Regions from separate parts of the Mus musculus genome. Here regions 1, 3 and 4 are each linked to region 2. The links are chromatin contacts, called in public Hi-C and Micro-C maps. All regions are on one chromosome and are shown on one strand. The core of a region is the stretch at or near the end of the contact, and the rest is flanking DNA. Distances in the headings are between cores, read along the strand shown. Region 1 overlaps Slc35b3 (solute carrier family 35, member B3). Region 2 holds the start of Eef1e1 (eukaryotic translation elongation factor 1 epsilon 1). Region 3 holds the start of Dsp (desmoplakin). Region 4 holds the start of Bmp6 (bone morphogenetic protein 6).

What was found. Hi-C and Micro-C count contacts between places; a contact is called where the count stands out from the background.
Region 1: a Hi-C map of the G1E-ER4 cell line shows a contact between it and region 2, with 3 times the contacts expected there. The contact joins the enhancer-like site here to the promoter of Eef1e1 in region 2. A contact is called at or near these places in 2 of 39 promoter capture datasets (the 3T3-L1 cell line and embryonic stem cells), 8 of 484 Hi-C or Micro-C datasets (B cells, CD8 T cells, the G1E-ER4 cell line and 5 more), 2 of 115 datasets of contacts at active chromatin or transcription factors (embryonic stem cells and memory CD8 T cells) and 3 of 9 other capture datasets (adipose tissue, liver and pancreatic islet).
Region 3: a contact with region 2 is called in a Micro-C map of embryonic stem cells, with 5 times the contacts expected there. The contact joins the promoter of Dsp here to the promoter of Eef1e1 in region 2. A contact is called at or near these places in 2 of 39 promoter capture datasets (cranial neural crest and second pharyngeal arch cranial neural crest) and 1 of 484 Hi-C or Micro-C datasets (embryonic stem cells).
Region 4: a Hi-C map of muscle stem cells shows a contact between it and region 2, with 5 times the contacts expected there. The contact joins the promoter of Bmp6 here to the promoter of Eef1e1 in region 2. A contact is called at or near these places in 6 of 39 promoter capture datasets (embryonic stem cells, hippocampal neurons, liver and 2 more), 6 of 484 Hi-C or Micro-C datasets (the G1E-ER4 cell line, embryonic stem cells, muscle stem cells and 2 more), 3 of 115 datasets of contacts at active chromatin or transcription factors (all in embryonic stem cells) and 2 of 9 other capture datasets (adipose tissue and liver).

The regions. Positions count from the first base shown.
Region 1 is chr13:38,946,934-38,950,137 of GRCm38.p6, forward strand. The region is part of intron 3 of Slc35b3 (solute carrier family 35, member B3); the gene reads right to left. Among named protein-coding and RNA genes, the nearest start is that of Slc35b3, 12 kb to the right of the region's middle. Within about 2 kb of position 1,453, at least 27 of the 459 cell types and tissues checked have an H3K27ac peak or open chromatin away from gene starts, as enhancers often do. A contact at or near this core is called in CD8 T cells, the G1E-ER4 cell line, Th1 cells and 1 more, where this site is marked.
Region 2 is chr13:38,656,979-38,660,448 of GRCm38.p6, forward strand. It overlaps Eef1e1 (eukaryotic translation elongation factor 1 epsilon 1), which reads right to left and starts at 2,050. Exons shown (of 4, transcript NM_025380.2): 1 at 1,929-2,050. The coding sequence starts at 2,015.
Region 3 is chr13:38,149,793-38,152,922 of GRCm38.p6, forward strand. Dsp (desmoplakin) reads left to right here and starts at 1,502. Exons shown (of 24, transcript NM_023842.2): 1 at 1,502-2,002. The coding sequence starts at 1,797.
Region 4 is chr13:38,343,862-38,347,025 of GRCm38.p6, forward strand. Bmp6 (bone morphogenetic protein 6) reads left to right here and starts at 1,855. Exons shown (of 7, transcript NM_007556.3): 1 at 1,855-2,726. The coding sequence starts at 2,072. It overlaps Gm47990 (a long non-coding RNA gene), which reads left to right. Exons shown (of 2, transcript XR_003950672.1): 2 at 18-262.

The DNA of each region.
Region 1 (3,204 bases), core at 203-2,702, 290 kb after region 2:
TTATCTTGGAGTCTTAGAGCATGAAAGCAGTGCAGATATTCTTGCACTTGAGGACCTAAGTACAGCTGCTGTAACAATTTACCAGCAATACAATTTGGGAAATAAAATCTATAAAGACATTTGTTAGATTCTTCCAGTAAGAATCTTGAATAAATGGTAAAGTTAAATAGTTACCTAAGTATATACTTTGAAACAATTACATGTAGAAAAATAAAAAAGCTGTGATGTTTTAAGGCACTAAACATTTATAGAAAAGATGGGATGTCAGTACTGTCTTTATTATCTTTTAACTGTCCCACAGACACATGAATATAGGCATCCTAGACTCGATGAAAGGATGAACACGCTTCATTACCTCCCAGATCCCATGCCCACATTCCTAACCACCTTCTGTTTATGGTCACAGGATTACTGTGCTTTGTTTTATATGCCATTAAAGATAAACCAAAGTATTTTTTCAAATCTATATGATTACTAATTGAAAATATTTTCAAATAAGAGTTCTGGATTTAGCAAAAAGAAATGTGTCTCTTCAGTATTTAGGAATACAGGTCTCTAAACCAAGACAAGAATGTGGGAAATGGGCTTGTAGGGAGAAGGGATGCTCACAGGGATGGGAGGGAAAGGAGGGAGGGACACACACACACACACACACACACACACACACACATACACACACACACACACACACACATACACACACACACACACACACACACAAAGGTCAAACAGACACACACACACACACACACACACACACACACACACACACACACACACACACACACAAAGGTCAAACAGCAGAGAAAAGGATAGTAATCTTGGACTTTCAGTCCTAGCTGCCAGCTCTTCCTGACTTGGTGAAGAAACAGCAGCATAAAAAAGTTTCTATTCAACATAGTGGGTATACCAATCATGAAGCCAAGCCAAACAGCTCTGACTATTGTTGAGAGTTGGGGTGGTAGAGGAGCCTCATCCAAAAGGAAGTCAGTCCTGGTGAAGATGCAGGCAGCTCTATCCTGGAGACAGGCCAGAAAAAAACCTCTGATTCAGTGGTGGGTTTTGATGAGATTGGTGTTTCAGGCAGACAGGTCAGTGTTGAAGAGGAATCCCACCCAGAGGGCAGGGGCTTGGCACTACCCTGAGGAAACTCACTATTCAAACCTTATCTATGTGGGGTGGCCTTAAAACAGGGAACAAGAGAGCCTGCTGTGGGAGCCAAGAACCCTGCTGCTTGACATCCACAGCTGTATTCCTCCAAGAGGGAGATCAATACTCAAGAGGGCAGCAAAGGAGAAACGGATTGCTTTGTCTGCACAGATCTCAAAGCTCTGTGTGGGCCACACTCCCAGCACACACAAGAGACGACTCCTTCCAAGCAGAATTTCAGTGACACCAGGAGGCTCTAGGTAAGGAGTCACAGGGGGTGAGGGTCTGCCTACTCCACAAACTACAGGGATTCTGCTACAAAGACAAGATCTAAACTGAACATAGGCACTTGTTCACCACCACACAAACCACAGCAAAGACAAAAGGCCACAAGGCCACCTGCCTCTGCTGACAAGAAACAGGCAGGACCCACAGGGAGGTGGCTGTGACTGCATCCTTCTGACCCCCAAGCTTTTCTTTCTTGGGAACACTTAGTAGTATTTTTACTTTACTGTACTTAAAATAGTTACATGTTTTTCTCCTTCATACACTCATCTAATTCTATTTAGCCATTTTTCATTACTAAGCAAGCATTTCTATTTTCTTTTTCTTAAATACTTCCTATGTTTTTCTTCCAATCCTTTTAGCAACACTTTGCCCTTATTTTAGGAAACAAATAAACCTATCCTTTTTAAAAACTCTCTTTCCTAACATTTATCTAATTTTGCTTTTGAAGTTTCTCATTATTGGAAAATCTTTTGTTTATTGGTTTTGAAATCTTTTGCCTTTTTCTGTTTTGTTCTGTAACACTCTCCTCCTCTTTCCTTTCCTCTATTTACCCTTGCTGCTTTCTATTGTCCTTCCTTTTCATCTCATTCATTCATTGTTTCCACATTTAGTACAATCCTTCCTAACACGACAGCAATCCGCCACTGGGTTTTGCCATTTTCTGTTTTATGTCCTTGGTGAAGTGTGAGCTGTATTGACTTTAAGTGTGTTCTATCCTCTGTGATGTGGTTTGCTTGTTCCCCTTTCTGAGTGGAACTAGGTAGGGACCGAGCCTTCAAGAAAAGGCTGCTCAATATGATGATATACAGATAGGACTGAAGGAATATTCAAACCAAGAGATGTGTTAAACAGCTTCAAAGAAAACACACACACACACACGAGAGAGAGAGAGAGAGAGAGAGAGAGAGAGAGAGAGAGAGAGAGAGAAAGAGAGAGAGAGAGAAAGAGAGAGAGAGACAGAGATAGAGAGAGGGAGGGGAGAGAGACAGAGGGAGAGAGAGAGCACACAGTGTGATTTCAAAAGACCCCACTCAATTATTGAATTCAACGATATTACTGAAATGGCAAAGTGTCAGATGAGACTTCAAGAGTGTATTAGTCAAAATAATAAGTGACCTTAAAGAATATGCAAACAAGCTGTAGGACAAAAAACAGGACTTGGAATGAAGTCAGCAATGTAAAAAAAAATTGAAAAAAAGTGTGCATGTGTGTGTGAGAGAGAGAGACTGACTCTCAGTAATATGGATGAAAAATATGGGTAAGGGGGAAAATCAATAAGGAAATTGAGGTTTTGAAAAAAAGAAACTTGGAAATAAACTCAATGAATCAAATAAAGAAACAGTGGAAAACATTGCCAAGAAATCTGACCAAGAGGAAGAAAGAGTTTCAGGGCTGGAGAGCACAAAAGACAAACCCTGCATTCCAATACCCATAAAGAAAACAATAAAGGGTTTTTACCTTGAAGCCCAAGAACTCTGCAATCCAACCTAAGCACCGTGGGTAGAAACTTAGGTAAGAATGGCAGGCATGCAGCTCATAAAACCTCAGCAGAAAATTTCACAGATCTAGAGAATGAAATGGACATCGAAACACAAAAGCTCATGCAGAATGCCAAATAGACACGAGCAGATAACAATGTGTCCATGGCACAGAATGCCAAACAGACAAGAGTGGATAACAATGTCTCCATGGCACAGAATGCCAAACAGACATGAGCAGATAACAATGTGTTCATGGCACATAAAAGCCAGGACAACAGGAATACAA
Region 2 (3,470 bases), core at 800-3,299:
CACTTGTACCAGCAACCAGATATTTCCAGCTGTAAGCAATGTTTATCACCTCTTCATGCGATCAGACTTACTCAGGTCACTCAAAATGACAAGGACTGATCTACACGGTGAGTTCCAGGACAGCCAGAGCTACTTAGTGAGACCTTGTCTCCAAAACCAAACCAAACCTAGGACCACCAAACAAAACCCAAACCACCCAACCAAATCTGGGGAGAAAAGAGATGGCTGGGAGGTTAGGAGCACTAGCTGCTCTTCCAGAGGACCTGGGTTCAAGTCTCAGCACCCACATGGCAGTTCTTAACGATTTATATAACACTGAAATGTTGTATATAGGTGTATATATAATCTAACACGCACAATTCTTAATGCATGTTTAATTATCAGAAACATTATTTTCATAACAATTCTGGGATTCCGTAGCCTTCAAAGCAATCACGTTTGGCAGGGTTGGGGGTGGGTTGTTGTTGGTGGTGGTGGTGGTGGTGAGGGGGCAGGTTCTGAGTCCTTAGCCCAGGCTGGCCGAGAACTCTTGGTGATCCACCTTTCTCAGCTCCCCAAGTCCTGATGTGAGCTACTTCTAGCGGGTGGATAAGTAGTAGTTTCCTCATGTACTGATGTACCATAATCTAATGGACCTTGCTCCTACAGTTGGATCCTTAGACTGTTCCTTGTCATTATTATTGGGAATCTCGCTGAGCACATCGTAACTGCTGGTGTACTGTGGTTAGTTTTCAACTAAGGAAACACGGTGATTTCATCTCTAGTCTTTGGTCTGTACTCACAGAAAACCAGAAACTTTCAACTGGGACTCACTGTGAAACGTTTCCATTACACAAGGCACTAAAACCCAACTCTGAACTTCAAACTGAACTTGGTCTAAGACTGAACTTGGGTTTATTCTGTATTGCACTACTCTGTTTTGGGTGGCTTACTGGACCCAAACTTACATAGTAATTCACTGGTTTTCTACATCCTTCCAAGTCTAATCTCTTGAACACCAGCTTCTCACTGAAGCTTAAATCCCACCTCCTCTGTGGCACTGTGCCACTGTCCTCAATGTATTCCTCCCCTGTCGCTTGTCCTATTGGGCCCTTAATTGCTGGTGACTGTCCCTCATGCCTTGAAAGCAAGACTGTCTCTCATGTCTCGGCAAAGCCAAAAAAGAGGGTGTGCAAAGGAAACTGGGCTGAGGACAGAGCACATCACCTCTGGGGAGGATGGCCTTCGCAGCCTACGGCAGGCAAGTCATTTAACCTTTCCAGGTGCCACATTAAGTTACTGTGAACCCCACAATACCGCTACGATTTAGACATTAAAGGAAAAAACAAAACAAAACAAAACCTTTGGGCCCAAACAGGAACAAGCCATCTAGATCTGGAATCCCGTTCAAGGCACACTCTATGGTTTCCCACTACCATTCTTCCTCTAGTACCATCTTTCTACGGCAAATGATGAGTTACAAAGGACTCACTTTCTACACCCTAAGAAATCAGGATTCTTCTATCTCACCAAGCATTCCACTGCCCCACACCCGGAATCTTCCTCAATTCTCTGCACAATGCACATCCAAGCGGGTGTGTCGCCAGAATGAGCAGGGTCCTATTCCGTGTTCCCTCCGCCAGGCGGCTTCCAGGAATCTGTACCGCTCGCCCGGCCAGCCGCTGGAAAGGCGGTCGCTGAATGAAAGGACCAGGCACGGCTAACGGCCGCCTACAGGGATCTGAACCCCTGACTCTGCCCAGGCCTCCGCGAACTGGCTTTCTGCTCCCCGAGGGGAGGACGGTGACATTTGCCTGGAGGTCCAGACCGAGCCACGCGGCCCGCCCCGCACGCACGTGGGGAGCGGAGTCCATTCCGATGCCCCGGCCGGGTCGCGTAGGCTCCGGGTCACCCCGCCGCCCTGCTGCTTTCCTACCGCTGCGCCTCACCTGCCGCTCGCCCTGAGCACTGTACTTATTCCCCGGCTTCAGTCCCAGACTCTTCTCCAGCAGCCTCAACTCCGCGGCCGCCGCCATCTTCTGGCCCAGCTCCTAGGGAGGCGGGGCCTGCACAGCTAGGACCTTGATTGAGCAGGAAGTCCGGCCCCACAGATGTCTCCCACGATTGGCTGGGAGGACGGCAAGCGCGCCTGCGCGAAAGGGGCGGAGTCAGCTCAAGGCAGGGGGCGGTTCGTAATTAAGGGCGGGGCCAACCACATTCGGAGTCCGGTGGATTGCTCACAGTAGGCAGAGGAGAGCACGGAGTGTAGACAGTTTCACAGAAGAATGTATCCGAATCTTAGTTTTGTTTTCTGAGACAGGGTTTCTCTGTATAGCCCTGACTAACCTGGAACTCACTCTGTAGACCAGGCTAGCCTCGAACTCAGAAATTCGCCTGCCTCTGCCTCCCAAATGCTGGGATTAAAGGCATGCACCACCACTGCCTGGCTGAATGTATCCGAATCTTAAAGATTGAATCATTCATTACAATGCTTATAAAACTATTGTAGATCAGAAGAATAATTTAGATTATTTGTTTTATAAATATAAAGCATTGATTCCCAAACTCGTCAAATAGTTCTCCAAATAAGAAAATTATAGAACAATCTTAAATTAAAATAAGGATAAGGGCCAGTGACCTAGCAAGGGAACTTGAGATCTGTGGTTGTTTGAACGAAAATAAGCCCCCAACCGGGCGTGGTGGTGCACGCCTTTAATCCCAGCACTCGGGAGGCAGAGGCAGGGGCAGGCAGATTTCTGAGTTCGAGGCCAGCCTGGTCTACAAAGTGAGTTCCAGGACAGCCAGGGATACACAGAGAATCCCTGTCTCGAACCCCTCCTCTCCCCCCCCCCCAAAAGAAAGAAAATGAGCCTCCATATGCTCACCGGGAGTGTCACTATTGGCGTGACCTCGTTGGAGTAGGTGTGGCCTTGTTAGAGAAAATGTGGCAGTGGGGGTGGGCTTTGAGGTTTCAGATCCTAGTGGCATTCTTTTTTTTTTTTTTTCCTTGCCTCCTGCTGATCCAGATATAAAACTCTTGGCTCCTTCAGCATCATGTCTGCCTGCCTGGGGCCATGAGACTCACTGTAATGATAATGGACTAAATTTCTGAACCCGTAAGGCAGCCCTAACTAAATGTTTTTCTTTATAAAAGTTAATAGTAACTCATGGTGTCTCTTTACAACAATAGAAACTCTAACTGAGACAAGTTGAATCCTTATGTGGTGGTTTGAATAAAAATGGTGATTATAGGCAAATGAACAGTGACCAAGACAGAAGCTGGTACCAGGAACCAAGATGTTGCTGTGACAGGCTTGATTATTCTGTTTGTTGGGGTGTAGTCTCCCCTCCCCCAGCCTGAAACCTGCTTGTTCAGGGGTGGAGCTTCCTGCTCATTCGTTCTGCCACGCCCACTGCTAGAACCTGCGGAGGTGCACCTTTCTACTGGACCAGAGATTATTCGTCGGGAGTTGGGTCCCCTCCCCCTTCCT
Region 3 (3,130 bases), core at 252-2,751, 510 kb before region 2:
TGTGCATCCTTTTCAGTATTGGAGAAAGGAGATCTCCAAATGGTTGAAACTGAGGTTCTACTATAGTATTTATGAGGACCGTGGCTGTGCGTTAGTCATCGTTGTCTTGCACAGTCTGATACAGGCCCTTCCATACAGTGTGTTATAGTTATCCACTGGACAAACAAGATGCATAAGAAGGAAAACATTCCGAATCAAATTCCGTGCATTATTTGCTGACGACCCAAACGTCTTCCGGATACTATGGGTTGTTTGTGTGGAGGCTGACTTGCGGATACGGATTCTATTTCTAAACAAAGCACTTTTGTCTACAAGCTCTTTGGCCAGGTGAGTTTGTTGTTAGAAACGAGAGGAAATTGATGGTAGTCGAACAGTGGCAGATATGGGTGGTTGAGCTAACCGTGGTAAACTGTTATCTCACTGTGCGTTTGACTCCTTGGATTTAAGTCGGTCTGCTCTGGGCAATCAGGAAGCAAACGTGCAAGCAAGATCTGTTGTCAAAAATTGTGTCCAAAACTTGGAAGTGTCATTGCAGAATTAGATAGGGCACATATTTAGAAAACCTCCTCTTCTCCTTTACAGCATACCAATGTAGTTTGGTATTTAGTTTTTGGGCTGCTTTAACCAGCTCATGAACATTTGAGAAATACATTGTACAAACAGGAAAGCTAACAGACATTATTCAGGGAGACAAGAAATATTTATTACCAAGATCTTTAAGTGGTGTTTACTAGAGAGCATTTAACGCCACCCCAAGTTATCTAAACAGCTTTTAATGGCTAGTGTACAGGGGTCTGTATCTAAAGTCAGTTTATGGAGACTACGGTGTAAATTGCACTCATCTGCTAACTGGGAGTGGCTTTGGAACCAATCGGTGGAATGTGTTACTCATCTGGAACGGTATCTGTTCAGGCTTCATGGGAGCAGAAAGGGACCCAAGTTGGGGCTCAGGAGTCTACAGGGGACAAACGTGCTCATGATTCTTTTAGAGAAATGGAAAACCACGTCTTGTTTCTGTTTCAGGCAAAGTCCTGCTATGAAGCCCAGTCTAGCCTTGAACTAAGTCCCTCATGACAAAATATTTCTGGAGAAGCCCTTTTCGGGATTCTCTGTTAAATTATCTTTTACACAACAGAAATCGAACTCTTGGGGCTATTTAAATAGAAGCTGGCATGGTTTCCTGGGATAAGCAAAAAGTCAACATTTCACTAGAGTCGTCCCATGGAGTGACCCTCCCAAGCCACTTTATTTCCGCCTCTTGGGGGAGTAGGAAATCCTCCAAAGGTGTGCCACTGTGGCTCCTAGAGCCTGAAGCAAGTCCCGCGGGGTCGCAGCCCTCCGACGGGGATCCAGTCGCCAGGTCCCCGCCCCTCGCCTCTGCTCAGGCTTCGGTGGCGCAGGGCGGAGCCGCAGGTTGGGGAGGGCGGCCCCAGGCGTCGGTGACACGCGGGGGGGAGGGCGGGGGAGGCGAGGCAGCCGCACCTCGCCCTGGGAAGAAGCCGACCAGGTGTGGCCTGGGCGCCGGGTGCCAGCGGGGAGGAGACTCGCACCGCCTCGACCAACACCAACACCCAGGCGCGACCCAGCTCCTCTGAGCCCTCGCTGCCCTCCGAGCCACAGCTCCACTCCGGTTCCCGCGCCTAGCCAGTCGCCGTCCCCGTCTCCGCCCTGCTGGAGCGCTGAGCCCTCGCCAGTCCTCCGCGTTCCGCGCTCCTCTCCCGGAGTCCCTCGCGTGCTCCGAGGCGACGCCTCGCGTATGCCGCGGCGCTGAGCGGCTCTCTTGAGTGACCGCAGACATGAGCTGCAACGGCGGCTCCCACCCGCGGATCAACACGCTGGGTCGCATGACCCGCGCGGAGTCCGGCCCGGACCTGCGCTACGAGATGACCTACAGCGGTGGCGGCGGCGGGGGCGGCGGGGGCGGCGGCGGGGGCACCAGCAGGACGTTCTACTCCCACTCCCGGCGCTGCACCGTCAACGACCAGAACTCCGACGGCTACTGGTGGGTATCAGCCCGCCGCCACCTAGCTCAGTCCCAAATCTTGGGTCAGGTAGTGGCCCGCCTCCTGGGCCAACCAGGAAACCCAGGTCTAGGCCGAGGAAAGTGCTTTGCCCCGGGTCACGGAAGCGCAGGAACGGGTGTCCCTACGCCCAGCGCTAGCCAGTGAGAACAGGGAGCTTGGGTGTGTGCTGGGACCCAGGCGACAGTCCTACCGTGAGCCTACGCAGGGTCCCACGGTCCTCACCTCTCTTCTATCCTAGAAGCGGCTCTTTTCCACCTCCACTGTGTAGGGGAGCAATGGACGGCAGGGACGCAGGTCTCTCCTTGGTCGTACCCTCTTCCTCCCCACCCCCGGTTGTCCCTTGCAAAGTGGACCCAGCTGTGATTGCCTTTGTTCCAGACCGCAGGTGGGAGGTCGGGCTAGGCGGAGCTGCGGCCCCAAAACCCAGCTTTCAAACTAACGAAAAATAAAACTTGTGAAGGGGTGGAGTTCCCTTTGCTGCCCGGTGGCCTCGGAGGGACTCAGGACTTGCAACTCATGGTCACCCCAGGGCGACGGCGGCGGAGGCCCTTAGGTTATTGGCCACCCGAGGGTATCTGCATGGAAGTTACACCCTCCACGGAGCCTGAAAGTCCCCTGTCACGCAAATGGGTTCCTTTGTAGGGATAGCCTCTGGGCACGGGCTGCAAACTTGGTCTGTTCCGCTCGCTCCCCTTTCCCCACTCTGGCCACTTGGTCACCGGGATCGCACCGGAGGCTCCGCACCTTTAAAAAAAAATCAGCCTAGTCTCCTGGAGACTTTGTAATAATTGTGGCTCTGGGCTCAGTATTAGTCATCTCTTTGATCTGTATAAAATGGGCTCCAGCTCTGGCTGAGAGGGTGACCCTGGAGAAAGCACTGTGGCGCCCAGGATTAGGAGCTGCCGAGGAACCCACGGCACAAAGGGCTGGGTCCTCTTCCCGGGATAGTCGGGTAAATACAGCGAGGGAGTCACTGGTGGGTGGGAGAAGGTAATGAGCATCCTTTCACACGGTCCCCACAGCTGCTTTCTGCAAGCCCACGTGAGCCGTGAGACTTTTGCGACCCGCCCCTTCCCAGCCCTACCTCGGTCGCGCCTCTGGAGGCG
Region 4 (3,164 bases), core at 605-3,104, 310 kb before region 2:
CGCATGTGTCTTGTCAGACCTCTTACAAAGAAGATGTGGCTGAGTGTGTGCAAGGAGGAGGCCCCCAGCTTGAAGCTCATGAGTACTTGTTGTGACTTCAGATCTTCTGAGTGGAGTTCCTGGCCTCTCTAGCAGCACAGCAGTGACTTCATACTTGTACAGTGTCCTGGACAGAAGAAACGGTGCACGCTTTTGATGTCTCTAGCATCCTAGCAACAATTATCTAAAATGTTTCAGACCCCATAAACCAATACTGAAAGTGGGTGGCTTATTTTCTTTCCTAATCCTTCCATTCTTGTCAGGTGAAAGACTCACATGTTTAAAGGGCATTTGCTTCTACCATCTAGAGATGAGTGGCCATTTGAGCCATGAATTGACATGTTTATTGGTAGAAGGCAGTGTTGGGAGTGGTCCCAGTTTGTTCAAGGATAGAAGCAACCTGTGTTGAGGGCCCTGTTTATTATCCTGGCTATTTTCTATACTTTCCAGGCTTCTGCCCTGGCTGAAGGCCATCTTTACCACCGTCTTTACGTTTTACCTGGAACGGTGTGTCTAATAATTGCATTTCAGCTCATTAAGATGCAATTGCCAACGGCAACTGCATTGAGAGACTAGCAAGAGGATGGGGAAGGCTTTCCTCGTAACACTAGCAGATCGTAACCCCTTTCGTTTGGGTTGTAGTTTAAGAACTCAAATGCAGCCCAAACGAAGAAATAAATTGAAATATCCGACTGGAAACCTCCAGGACTCTGGTTTGGCTTGTCCTGCCCTCTTTGCAGCTAGTGTGTGAGCAGCTTCCTCGCAGGGTGTGTCTTAACTTACAGCAGCTGCCTTTGAGAGCCACGTGTCTGCTAAACGCCTACATTCCATCAATAAGAGAAACTGAGCAGAGAAGGAGAAAACTGTCATACTATTTTCTCCTTCGGTAACGGCATGGATTAAATAGCTGTGTTTGCTTTTATTTAGCAGAGGAAGAAGAAAGTTTAGATCGGGGTCGTGATCGGATCTGTCTTCCTAGCAATGACCTCTTTGCCTTTCTTACCCGCCCAAGCAACTCCTGATGCCTCCAAGAATTCTGTGTGCTAGAAACCTACGCTCGCTAGGCAGAGGCAAGGCCCTGGGAGAAGGGAGGGTGAAAGAAGGGGGTGGGCCTATGTAAATAGCCCGCAAGAGTCACCTCTCCATTGGCTGGTAGCCTGTCCGTTACCGAGTAGGGCAGGGCGTTCCTGGGCTTGAGTGCGGTACCTGAGCGAGACGCGCAGCAGAAAGCCCACGTTGGCGGCGGCCGGGAGCGCAGTGCGCAGAGGCGGGAGACTGCGAATCCCCGAGCCGACGCCGCAGCCTGCGTTCCGAGTTCCGCTCCTCGTCTCTCTCATCGCCTCGGAGAGCGGGATCCTCCGGGCACCCGAGAGACTGCCGAGAGGAAAGCTAGATCGTGGCCGCCTCCACTTGGGGAGGCGCGCGGAGATTCCGAGGGGGAGAGACGGTGCCCGAAGGCGGAGGGGCGCTGAGTTTCGGACCAGAGGGAAGTTAAAACCGCGCGGAGAAAATTGGCTTTTTAGGACGCAGGGACGCCACAGCCTGGGACCCACAGGGGAGTAAACTTCACGACTGTCCTACAAGCCAGGAGAGGCGTGCGAGGGGATGGTGCCCGGCATCGCCTCCACCTCTTGATCTGTCGTCTCCGGCCCCCCTCGGCCAGCCGCCTCTGAGGGTTCAGGGCAGCGCACGTGTGCAGACTGCGAGTGACCGTGCCGTGACCCGCCCGGGGACGCCGGCTGCAGCGCAGTCCTGCCTAGGACACACCTGGCTCACTCAGCCCGTGCGCCTCCAGAGACCTGCGGGAGAGTGGAGGATCCTGGCCGTCGCCCCGTCGTCTCTTCTCCACCCGGGCTTCTGGGGGCGCCGCGGATGACCATGAGAGATAAGGACTGAGTGCCAGGACCGGGAAGAGAGCCCGCCGAGAGGTGGCGGGGGCTGCCCACTCCGAGGGCCACAGCCTCCGCGCTCCGGCCTCGCTCCGCCGCTCGACGCCTCGCGGGCCCCGCGGGGGCAGCCGGGCTGGGCGGCGATGCCCGGGCTGGGGCGGAGGGCGCAGTGGCTGTGCTGGTGGTGGGGGTTGCTGTGCAGCTGCGGCCCCCCGCCACTGCGGCCCCCTCTGCCGGTAGCCGCGGCCGCCGCCGGGGGGCAGCTGCTGGGAGCCGGCGGGAGCCCGGTGCGCGCTGAGCAGCCACCGCCACAGTCCTCTTCTTCGGGCTTCCTCTATCGGCGGCTCAAGACCCACGAGAAGCGGGAGATGCAAAAGGAGATCCTGTCGGTGCTGGGGCTCCCGCACAGGCCGCGGCCCCTGCACGGTCTCCAGCAGCCTCAGCCCCCGGTGCTCCCGCCACAGCAGCAGCAGCAGCAGCAGCAGCAGCAGACGGCCCGCGAGGAGCCCCCTCCAGGGCGGCTGAAGTCCGCTCCACTCTTCATGCTGGATCTCTACAACGCCCTGTCCAATGACGACGAAGAGGATGGGGCATCGGAGGGTGTGGGGCAAGAGCCTGGGTCCCACGGAGGGGCCAGCTCGTCCCAGCTCAGGCAGCCGTCTCCCGGCGCTGCACACTCCTTGAACCGCAAGAGTCTCCTGGCCCCGGGACCCGGTGGCGGTGCGTCCCCACTGACTAGCGCGCAGGACAGCGCTTTCCTCAACGACGCGGACATGGTCATGAGCTTTGTGAACCTGGGTAAGGATTTTGGGGGTAGCATCGCGCGGAGGGTAGATCCCTCCTTTGCAGTCTCCTGGGCTCAGGTGGTGGGAAGAGGTGGAGGAGCGCGCGCGTGCGCGCGCGGCGGGGATGTGGGACAGCTGGTGCTCCGGACACCTGCGCGGCCGAGTGCTCGCCTGCGCTCCGCTGCAATGGGAGGAGCTGGAACACGCAGAGGTGCCCGCAGAGGTTGTCTTTTTCGGGGAACATGGGGCACTTTTCCCTGTATTCTTATTTCTGACGAGCTCGGGCCACTTCAACGCAAATGAGTTTGGCCAAGGTTCCTAAGAATAAGGTCCTCTGCACTCTTTCCCCTCTGAACTGTCCTCCATTGCCCCCTGGACGTTCGGAGTGCCGCTTTACCCATAGTGACCGTCAGGGAATCCCCCAGCAGTTGAGAACTCCGAGAACCTGATC